Linked DNA regions of Sparus aurata: region 2 is linked to region 1. The links are chromatin contacts, called in public Hi-C maps. All regions are on one chromosome and are shown on one strand. Each heading gives the region's core, a stretch centred on a gene start, on an enhancer-like site or on the middle of the called end of the contact. The rest is flanking DNA. Distances are from core to core; before and after follow the strand shown.

Region 1 (6,117 bases), core at 2,109-4,608:
GGGAAGTCTCTGCTCTGCTGTGGCTCACTGGATCTTGCAAGCGGCTCTTATGCCTCCCTGTGGACAGAATAGTGAATTACACCACAAAAAGCTATATTAGAAGGGTTTAGATTAATATTAATACGTAAAATGAAGCTCAAAGTGCCTCGCAGACACACTAGAAACAAAACGATACAAAAACAATACAAAAAGTTGCATACGTTCATAAAAAAAAGAGAGAGAGAAAAAGAGATACAGACGTACAACAGTAACTAGGCGCCTGTCTGAAGAAGAGCGTCTTAAACGTAAAAGAAGAATCCACCGGTATTCATATAATCTGATGGTGGTGCTGCTGTGCTGTGTCAGGCTCGATAAATCAAATCCAAACAGAAATTGATTTTGTGCAGCGCGGCAGAACTGCGGCTCACTTCTGTGTTCGACTCAGTGGAAGAATTACAGTTTGAGCACAAACAGAGAAGAGGAGGGCAGGAAAGTGGACTGAGCCTCAAATGTCAAAACAAAGACCAACTTTACGCACATTGCTCCCACCGCTCAGTCATGTGTAGCGCAGCGCTGAACGATCCTCTGGCTTCTCCCCTGACTTGTCTTTCTCTGTGTCTTTTGTTTTCCTTTTTTCTTTTTCTTCCTGGTGGGGATTTTTGCGCCCGCAGCCCTCCTGAAACAAAGACTGACTCCGCCATCGACTCCCCGGACGCCCAGCGCCAGGAGTGGTTCGCTCAGTACTTTTCCTTTTGATTGACCACAAAACCTGCAAAACACAAGGATTCAGCATGTCAACCAAACTTGAGAAGAAAAAAGAAAAAAAAAACTGAGATCAGAAAAAATAATAATAATAAAAAAAAAACGCTGAAAAAAATGAGAAAAAATGTTCAAACTATTTGTTATTTATTGTCATTGATCGGTGTGGGGATCGGTTCACTTCAGACGCAGTCAGCTGGAAGTCTAATTCGTGGTTTGAGGATTAAATTTGTCATTGGTCAGTTCGACGGAGCTCGATGTCCTTCATCCTCGCTCCGGTGAATGATGTGAAGATGAGCCGCTTCCTGTCGGTGGCTGAGGGGAAAGTGAACGGATCCTGACCGTCAGACGTCATCACTCTGATCTGATTTGATTGTTTGATTCTCTCTGATTGTTTCACTGTGGATGAGTTTCTCTCTTAGTACAGTGACAATGATCATCAGTCTGTTTCGATGTTTATTTGATTTCTTTACTTCCTGACTTATTTTTAATTTTTTTTTTTTTTTGCAGTTTCATGGAACTAGAAAAAAAAATTGAGTGGTGCATTATCATGCTGCTAATTGCCATTGTTGGACTCCAGTAAGAAACATATATATAAAGAAATATACGGTAGGTTATTGTGCTCTCTCTGTACGTGGGCCCACTGCATACAGCATCTTAGACTAGGAGCGCTGATCTACGACCAGTTCGCCCTCCTCATCAACGGTGACATTTCCACGGACCTGATCCTAGATCAGTCACACTTCTCTGATATGCTCCATGAACATAGGCTCTGGTTTTAGGACGGCACCATCATGGCGAGTTTGTTACAGCTGCATAGAAGTTTCAGCAGATTTTGGTAGAATATTAAAACCTGTTTGTATGGTTGTCTGTCTCAACACAGATATAATGATGTCTCACCAATTTTAAAAACAAAAATAGCATATTTTATATTTATATTATAATGTGTATGCTTAATAAATAATTATTGTGACATTTACTTGTGTTTGTTTGTCATTTATTTGAATGAGTAAGTGGTTCACACTGTTTAATGTTGCAGAATTTTTAAAGAGATGGAAGATCATGGAAGGTCATCAGTGACTTTAATATTGAGCTACAGCACATTTTTAAGGCAGAAAAGGTTTCAAATGTTGAAGTTGTGTTAGGTTTGAATGATTTTATCGCTGTTGTGTCAACAGGCTTGATCACGATAGTTTTTGTATTTTAGAAAAATTTAAAAAGCTGATTTATACACATAACACCAACTACATTAATAGTAATATAAGCTCCATTTTGATAGATTACACTTTAAAGTAACCATCATTAATGAACGGCAAATTTTAAGTAAATTCGGCTTTAGTAATATATAGTAGAATATAGTAAAGTAAGATTTACCTTTACTTCATTTTTTCATGATTTGCCATTTTTATTTTATATTATTCAAATCAGTCACATCACAAAATATAGATAAGGTTACTTAAAGTTATACATAAATATAAATAAAATAAAAATATAAATAAAATCCGTTCCATTATAATAGTGAAAATAAGATAATAACTAAATAAACAAATAAAGATCCAAATAGAATACAGAAATGCTAAACATTAGACCGGGAAAATAAACACAGAAAAATGATATTTAGAAATGATTGTAATAAAGCAGCAGGGTTATGCCGGGGTGGCACAGTATCTCTTGACCGCTGCATTCGAATGTGATCGTGCACACACACACACCTGGTTGCTCTGAAATCTGAACCTGCAGTCTGTTCCAACTTGGATTGTGCTTGATGAATTCATTTGACATTCATGAGAAAGTAAATCTCTCTCCGGGCAGATTGCAGAGACACTACATGACAGCAGCAGTGGCTGTCACTGTCTTCATCACTAGTTTGACATAAAAGTCTTTATAACAGGAAGTATAGCTGACCCACAGAAACAATTTTGATTTTTTTTAGATTTAGTCTGCAGTGTTGGGTTTTTTAAGTATATTGTTTTAAACATAGATTGAACTGTTTGGTCAAGACAGCACCGTGGAAAACTACACAACATGCAAGGTGAGACGTTGAAGGAACAAACAGGTTTTCTGTATAAAATATAAGAAAGTATATAAAGATAAAGATAGAAAGTGCGCTGTCAGAATAAACATAACACCTAGTCAACTTCTGAGATGAAAGACAGGGAGTGACTGTGAGATGACGCACAGAAGATGATGATGATGATGATGAAGACAGAAGAAGAAGAGGAGGTACAGAGACAATGACAGATGTGTTGGATGCAGCTGTCTGAACAGCAAAGAAACTATAAAGTATAGTTGTCTGTCCCAGGTTTGTTGAACTTTATGGACACATCTTACAACACTTTTTGCAGTGGTGGAAGAAATATTCCAATGCAATAAAACACTGTAAAAAATAACATGCAATAATGAAAAGCAGCTCATAGGCCTGTTATTAGATCAGACCTGTCATAACTCCTAACATAATGTTTTAACTTGCACTGAGAGGATTAGTATTAGTACACCCAGGATAAGTAATTGTGCAGTTTTGTTTTGTCAGACACCGTGTTGTAAAAAGCCCTGAGTGTTAACTTTAAAAAAAAAAAAAAAAAAAGAAGACGTGAAGTTTACTTTCTGTCTCTAACTTTCACTTTCACTCTCTGGTGACGCAGAACTAGTTGCTGCCTCCACACCAAGAGGTATGTTTGTGTTTTTCATGTCAGATTTCTTCTCTTGTCTCCGGCTATGACTCATGTTATCTGAATGTTTTTGTCTCGCATCTGTTTGACACAGCTAACCGTCGGTGTGCAAGCTGGTTGAAAGTGAGAGGTGCTCAAGGGGTCGAGGTGTTTTCATAGCTCTGTTTGTTTTTCAGAAAATACTTGAAAAGAGGTCACAAACAGGGCTGACTACAGTTAAAGTCAAAGTACAGGTGAGCTGCTTCTGGAAAAAAATGCTTTTTATTTAACATCTAAGTAAAAAAAAAGAGACTGATCCTTGTTCTTTATCAGGATTTCTCTTCACATCACAGTAAAAGTACTTCCTTATACTTCTACATGTAGTCTAAGTGGCACTTAGTCCAACTTTAATAAATAAAACGGCTGACAACATTTCTGTCATGTAAACTGTCTGATTTGTGTGTTTCTGTGTGAGCTCTGTACCTTTGTCATGTGACAGAGAGGAGGACTATAAATACCTGACATGTGACAGCATGTTGCTGTGTCTGTGTGAAGGTGTGGACTCTTTGTGAGGATGAATCCTCGTGAGGAGACAGAGGAGGAGGTCCGTCTCTCTACAGCCACTCTGTGTGAGGAACACGACGGCCGGACCGGAGCTCAGAGGTGAGATGAGGATCTCTAACTGTCCAAGACTCTCAGATAGAATCACGCCACCATCATTATTCACAGTCAAAGCTCTGTGTGTGTTCTCATCAGGGTTCACCAGCAGAGGTCGGACTCTCCCGCACCCAGCGGTGTGTCCATGAAGAGTGACTCATCCATGATTGAGCCTGTAACCTTCAAGGATGAAGAAAAGTAAGAATATAGAGCAGAAGAGTTTGTTCCTCTGCAGCGTCAGCTGATAACGTTTTCATGTTGTGAGCAGGGGTGGACTGGGACAAAAATTTGGCCCTGGACTTTTTGGTCCAGACCGGCCCACTACAATCTGCGCGCAGATATTGTGCCAACTCGCCCAGTTGATGTACATACAAACACACAAGCTCTTAATAATACCACCATACTAAACAATATCCCTTTATATTCTGAAGCCTTGAATAAAATAAATGATAACTACACAGTGTGTTGCTCACTTGCTCTTAGGAGGGATACTGGAGAAAGGATTTAAGATTCAAGAGTGTTTATTTGTCACTCACTCACACAGGTACAAGCAGTGAATCATGGCACTGGCAGGCTGGCAGCCAGGTACTGTAGGTCACTCAAAAACACACAAATAGAGAGCCCTGTGAAAGACAGACAACAAAAGATGTATACATTATTTAAGTGATTACTGAACACTATCCATTCAAGTTCTCACGTCTTCACTAAAATAAATGTATAATAGACAGCCAAGAAAAGAGGAAAGTAAGTGTATTGCTCTTACAAGGAGGATGCTGGCTAAAGAACACCAGGACACTGGCAGCACAACTGTAGGTTCCTCTCAAAGCACACACTGGAACAAATATAAAGCCCTCCTCAGCCCTGTGAAAGACAGACAACATTATTTAAGTGATTATTTTGCAATATCCATTCCATTCATGTTCTTGAATCCTAAATAAATGAACAACCCAGTACTTAATACACTAACTCACAACAATACTCACAGAGTGACAGGCCATTGATGAACTGCCTGCTTTAAACATAGTTTTCATAAACAGGAGGGGAACATCTCCTCAAACAAATGGCCAACCTGTGTGAGAGAGACGGAGAGAGAGAAAGAGAGGACTAATGATTGGGTCAAATTATGACATCGCATTATCTTAGATTTTAGTATTAAATGTGTCTGTATGTGGGCGCGCAGGTTGTCGAGTGGTTAGAGCGCATGCCACATACGCAGCCGACCCTGGTTCGATTCCGGCCGGAGGTCCTTTGCTGCATGTCACATCCCCCTCTCTCTCCCATATTTCCTATCTGTCTACTGATTAATAAAGGTGTCTATGCCAGAAAAAAATCTTTAAAAAAAAAAAAAAAATTTGTCTGTATGTGGCTCACTCTGGCCACAAGGGTGCAGTTCGAATTAATGGGAACACCACCCAAAGAAGAACAGTCTTTGACATTGTTCATTGTAATACTCACTGAATCAACATGGTGGAGAGTCTTCCTCAACACTTGTGTTTTCAGCCTCCTCCTGCACCATAAGCTCAGTGGTAATGGGAGCCTCACTCTCTTCAGACTCACTGTCAGACTCACGTGAAGGACCCGCTGCTGAAGCTGCAGCATCGGTGCTGCACGCCCCGGCCAGGCCGGACCCTGCAGCAAATATCTGCGGAATTGTTTTACATTTAGCAGCCTGTGCTGCTACAGCTTTTCTTTTCCTTTCCCTCAATTTTTCCAATAAATAAACAGAAATAAAATGAAAAACGGCCGTCCATCGGCCCATTAGTGACCGGCCCACCGGGAAAAGTCCCGGTACTCCCGATGGACAATCCACCCCTGGTTGTGTGTGTGTGTCATCATGGTAAAGTGTGGTCCTGGAGACACTGTTTTTGGCGGGAACTACCAGAGAAGTGACTTTGATTCTGTCTGTGGACATATATTGTCACCACGATAACATCACAACGTCAAGATGCAGTCACAAAACTGTACAGGCGTGTAGTTGAGATCAAAATGCAGTTTTTAGATGGGTGACGTCGGAGCAAGAGCGAAGTAGGAAAGAAGTATCTGTACAGGGTCAAAGGGACCTTGAATAAGGAAG
Region 2 (5,898 bases), core at 2,503-5,002, 190 kb before region 1:
AGCACCTTTTTCCATTAACATGTCCTTTAGAGAGTATTTGTATCAAATTTTATGCTTGGATCCCTGTTTGAATAATTGATATAATAAGCATTGAATAGCAATGGGGCCATCTTGAAAAATGAATTGAATTTTTGAGTGGCCAATGCCTTTTTCCAAAATAGTGGCCCTTAGAGAGTATCTGTGCCAAATTTCATGCTTGTATACCAAAGTGAACGATTTTTTTACTAATCTGCTGCACTATTGCTCATGCAGAGAAATTAAAAAGCTTACAGCACCTGGTATTCCCAGGCGGTCTCCCATCCAAGTACTAACCAGGCCCGACCCTGCTTAGCTTCCGAGATCAGCATACATGTTCAACAGTTATGTCTCCAAGAAAACACTGGACCGCGCCCGTGGTTTGATCCCGGGGAGGGATAGAGACCGCGAAATCTTGCAGTAAGATTTGAGGAGAGAAGTAACCACTGAGCTAAACCAGCGCGGAGGAGAAAGACGGAAATAATCTTTATAAAGCTGCTCTTCTCTTCTCTTTTTTTCTCTTCTCTGCGTTGAAGGAACAACTGAGAATCCCGCCTTGAACAACCACTTTGCAGCGCTTTAATGCTCTTAAACAAGACATTCATGGAAATGTTTCCTAATCTGTGGAGCAGTTTGGAATCAAAGCGAGTACCTGAAAGCTGTACTGAAGTAATGTGGGCTCCCCTGATTTCACACTGCACAAAAGATTAGGAGACATTTACAGTAATGTCTTCTATAAGATGATAGAAACGCTGAAATGTAGCCGCACTCTGAAAACACTAGCATTCCCCCAAACTTGTTAAACTGTGCTGATGTTTCTCCGTTCCTAGATACAGACAAACGATGAGGACGGAGCAGGTGAACACGTATAAATAGCGTGTTTGTTCCTTCTCCTCCGCGCTGGTTTAGCTCAGTGGTTACTTCTCTCCTCAAATCTTACTGCAAGATTTCGCGGTCTCTATCCCACCCCGGGATCAAACCACGGGCGCTGTCCAGTGTTTTCTCGGAGACATAACTGTTGAACATGTATAAATCGCGTGTTTGTCTCCTCAGCCTTCGCTTACGGCCATACCACTCTGAACACGCCCGATCTCGTCTGATCTCGGAAGCTAAGCAGGGTCGGGCCTGGTTAGTACTTGGATGGGAGACCGCCTGGGAATACCAGGTGTTGTAAGCTTTTTACCTTCTCCGTGACAGACAGCAGAGGGCGCTGCTGCTCCTTCACTGGAGACACGGCTTTGAACAACAGAGCAGCTTGTCTGAGAAAGATGTTCAGCGTTTTTAATACAAGATGTATTTTGCTTATTTTTCATATACTTGCATTACAAGTGTAAATGTTTGCGTGTATTACATTATAACATGTCTTATAAAATATTTGAATAATTGACTGCATACCTTGTCATCTGCAATATTCTGACCATCTGTCAAATCAGTTCCTTCATAGGTTATATATCACAGGTACACATTTGGTTACATGCTGAATCCAGAGACTTGAATGACAACTGACAACTAAAAGAGAGTAAAAGATGGCTTCTTGCATAACTTCATAACATATCTATATTAGTACTCTAAAAATAACTGATTGTAAAGGTAGGACTGCTCTAATTTCTATGGCTCTGAGTGTTTTTTTGTTCTTTGTTTTTTTAGTTCAACGCCATGTACTCCGTAATGTTGATGTTTTCATTTTTTAAATCTTCTCTTGTGGTGATTTGGTTCCTCTGATCCTCGTGAACCCTGCGCTGCTTTTATTTGCCCTGGGATGATACAGGTGTCCTCAAAAGCTCAAATCAACTGACATGACCGGGCTTTCAACTGGGTGCTTTATAATCAGACGCCAAGACAACACCTATATCAAAATCCAGTTTTTAGACCTTTTCCTGCTTGTGCTTACATGATGCATTTAAATCTAAATACATGCACTGAGAGTTTGATTTTCTGTTCTTCAGGTAAATCTATTCATACTTGTCGGTATTCTTTATTTCCAGACTCTCTATTGGAGAGAAGGCATGACGCACTGGGTGGCTTTGTTTACAGCAGAAGAGGAGGCAGGTACCACAATGTCAACATGTTCTTTCTTTCTTTCTTTCTTTCTTTCTTTCTTTCTTTCTTTCTTTCTTTCTTTCTTTCTTTCTTTCTCCCATCCTTCATTCCTTCCTTTCTTCCAAGACCAAGTACACCCCCTCAAGGCAAATGCACTCTGGTGTCTCCTGGTTGAACAAGAACTAAATTAACATTAGAATGAACCGTTAGTCATGAAATGGTTGTCCTCAGTTTGGACCACTTTATATAGAAACATATTCATCCTTCTACTATATTTGGAGTGATGAAGAGCACGAAGGAGCCTGTGAAATGTTGTGAAAAGATACTCATCACAAACACAGAGGCCACTCCGTCTGCAGACTCACTACAAACTTGTCCCTTTTTTGCCGGGCATCTTATCTGGCCACTGAGAGACTGAGAACATTTTTCTTATCTGGCTGAACCGCCGCCGTGGGACATGAGCGGCTAGCAGAAATAGGAAAAGATCATTTGGCTCAATTGTTCCTCTTTATCACCTCGGCTTCGTCCCACAAAGATTAAAAGAAGCTGTCGGTCTGGGTTCATCCTTCATTGCTTTCAGATGACTGGGACCAATCGAATGTTTCCCTGATAGGAGAATTCTTTTTTTTTTTTTTGGGGGGGGGGGGGGGGGTATCCAGTGTCATTCATTTTACAGGAAGGAAACTATAAGCAGTGACTGTGTTTATAGGAGTGACTGCATGAGGCAAACACATTTCACACCAGCTCTCTTAGCAAACAGACTTCTTCAGGATAACGACAGTCACCAGCAGGGTCCTTTATCTTCGTACCCAGACGACTGAGTTCGTCCAGATTTAAATGCTGAAGGTCTGACACGGGTCTGGATCTTCTGGTTCTTTCTGAGCTGGTTTAAAGTCCATCAGAGCAACAAGCACCAGGGCCAAATATGTCTTTCATGACTCATCATCATGAACTCATTTTTAATGCATATAGCTCTGGGATGGGATTAATGATATAATATTGTTGATATAATTTTGATCTGAAAAGAGAAAATGCTCCATAATCTTGGTATTATGATTATGAAATACTGTTTAATATATTCCAATATTGTTTGTTACAAGTTATGGTTTCTACAATGGATAAACACTGACTAAATATTTAGCAAACAAGCTCATATTTATTCAGATTATCTACATGAAATCTTCCTCTTTGTCAGTGTTTTGGTTCATTTTGTAAAAAAGGAGAAAAAAAAAACTTCAATGAAATCTCAAGTAACAATAAAACACCGAAGCATTGTTTATTGTACTGCCATGAAATGTGTGCCTTCATCATTCATCAAGTGTTAATTGTTAAAAAAAAAGAATAGTTTGGGTGTAAAGAGGATTCTTTAAAAATGTGCATTCATTTCAGAATATCTTGGTATTTTGTATGTCCCCATTTTGCTTTAATAAAAGCATGCACTCGAGCTGGCATGGACTCCACAAGTTGGAGTAAAAGCTGCTGACTCACGTTGTCCCAGCATGCTCTGAGAGTTTCCACAAAGCTTCCTGTGATGTCACAGGCCGCTTTGCTGTCTCAGACTTCATGTCCCCCGATAAATGTTGAAAGGGGTTGAAGTCAGGTTACTGTTGAGGAAATTTCACGGCAGCATTGGACTCCACGGTCTTCTTTGGTCCCCATGTAGCTGTGTCAAAGCTCTGAGGTGTGGTTGGGCTCATGATCCTGCCGCAGTATGTACCAAAGAGTCTCCAAAGATTGGAGGCCAAAACAACCCCAGACTGGAACATTGGATTGTCCAGATAAATGACATTAATAAGAGAAACCAAACATGTTCACACATCTTAATCTGAAAGACATCAAGGCTTCCACATTTTCACAGTTGAGTTCAACGCCATGTACTCCTAATGACCAGCAGGGGGCAGCAGAGGGCTGTGTGAAGATGAACACACCGGGCTGACCGCCATTACATTTACTTTCACCTAAAATCTTAATGCCCATTATTTATATTTTATATTTTATAATCTTACATTAGTTTTTTATGATTTCACTTCCATTTGAGCTCACAAACATCCTCCACCAGCATCCAACCGACCCTAAAAGGTCCTTTCATATTTTTGGTCTTTAACTAATCTTGCATGTACAGCGCTCAGCCTCTGGCAACATTACCACTTAAAACCTGATGTCTAAACACCCAGAAACCTCCGTGCGCCTCAGCGTCCCATTAGTTACAGCACAAAGGTGGATTGCCCTCAGTCAGAGAAAGCAGTGGTGAGTCTGAGAAGGAGTCACAAAATTTGATTTACAATCACCGAGGTTTCACATCATTTTAAGGAAGACATGGGGAAAGAAAAACACGTGACTTGGAATTGTTTTATTGCTGCCCGAGCAAAGCTTGTGTGGGCTGTGAAGACGGCGCTGTGGTGATCTGGGTCTCGGCTCGGTGTTTGTTGTCGTTACTGGGTTTCCAGGTGGCTGCTTTGGTGTTCTGGTCGGTTTCGGGGGGGCCGGCAGATGTAGACACAGAGGTTGTCAGAGACAAAGACAGGCCGGTTTGGACTGCATCAGCACAATAAAGAGACACACTGTTCAGAATCTGAATGATTCAGCACCATGGAGAGAGACACACTGACTGGAGCTGTGTACGAGATCTCTGCACCACATTTACCTTCGCACATTTTATCACAACGACTGGATTCTGGATAATACGCCTGTGGCATGAACACAACATAGTGCTCCTCGTTTTACAAAAACTACTAATAAGACTTTATTTTCGGGGATGCATATTAACTACATTTAAAGAAAATTGATTTTTTTTAAGTTAAACTGTGTCTGTTAAAGACACAAGAATAACAGCAGCTCTTGGCCTGTTTATTATTTGCTCACAGGCTGTTGGATAAATCTTGTTTTCTCCTTAAAATGACAGGTTGATTCAGTGTTTCCTATTTGTTTAATTAATGGCATAATGTTTGCAGGAAACATGTCATTAATCCAGACATCAGTGTCAATAACTGTTAATATGACAAAGTTGTGAGTCAGCTCAACACTAAAGTAGCCCTCGGGGACTCGCTCGCTGTCTTATTTTCTCTCTAATGATCCAAAGAAATGATGTATGATCTGTCATCTGTCAAGCTGCCAGGTGACCCACAGGACTGTTAATACAGTATGTGCATAAACAAAGCAGAGAGGATCTAATAGTAGGTATGATTCAGCACCAGAGTAGCTGATAGGGAGGAAGGCCCATTCTGCACGGGTCACCAGTCACTCACAGAGATAACGAAGACTCTTGTATTGAGACCTTCACTTACTGGCCACTTATTTAGGCACTTGGGAGTCTCTTCTGGTTGCCTGGTAGCCTCATGATGACAACAAAACTTCAGGAGGCCGCCGCACTGGCCAAGAAATAGCCCGGCACATAACTCACGTAACAAACCAGTGTGTCGTTTTAAAGGCGTACTTTGTACAATATGACCAGAATTCTTAGGTAGTTCCAAAGCAGAGGGGTCAGCGTTTCACCAGAGCAGCTGAAACTTGCTGCTTTTTGCTAGCTATCCTTGGGTTATTTTGACAACAGGAGATAGAGTATGGAGGCGATTAACAGCGGCTCTGACCAGGACTATGACCCGGGCAGCTGTGTCTTGTCGTAGATGCAGCAGGCGGGGACGTGACAGGACGTGACGACATCTTTATTTTCTTTATTTTCTTTATCTTTATTTACATCTCTGTAAAAGAGAGAAACTTGAATTCAGGTGGTATTCGGACCATGGCCTTTTGCAGTACAAAGTGGTATTATGTGACAGGATGAACCAGGGCTAGCTGATTAGCATGCTAACTTCAGAAGATATCTCCACAACACAAGTCTACGTC

Evidence for each region. A called contact is a pair of places that touch in the nucleus more often than the background predicts.
Region 2: a Hi-C map of an unstated tissue shows a contact between it and region 1, with 12 times the contacts expected there. The contact joins the promoter of LOC115574586 here to the promoter of LOC115573552 in region 1. A contact is called at or near these places in 2 of 2 Hi-C or Micro-C datasets (skeletal muscle and an unstated tissue).

Annotation. Positions count from the first base shown.
Region 1 is chr22:10,257,821-10,263,937 of fSpaAur1.1, reverse strand. It overlaps LOC115573552 (NACHT, LRR and PYD domains-containing protein 3-like), which reads left to right and starts at 3,358. Exons shown (of 14, transcript XM_030404365.1): 1 at 3,358-3,407; 2 at 3,584-3,640; 3 at 3,942-4,049; 4 at 4,143-4,241. The coding sequence starts at 3,961. It overlaps fam184ab (family with sequence similarity 184 member Ab), which reads left to right. Exons shown (of 23, transcript XM_030405412.1): 23 at 651-1,717. The coding sequence ends at 735.
Region 2 is chr22:10,449,057-10,454,954 of fSpaAur1.1, reverse strand. It overlaps LOC115574586 (transcription factor 7-like), which reads right to left and starts at 3,752. Exons shown (of 4, transcript XM_030406215.1): 1 at 3,661-3,752. The coding sequence starts at 3,752. It also overlaps LOC115574684.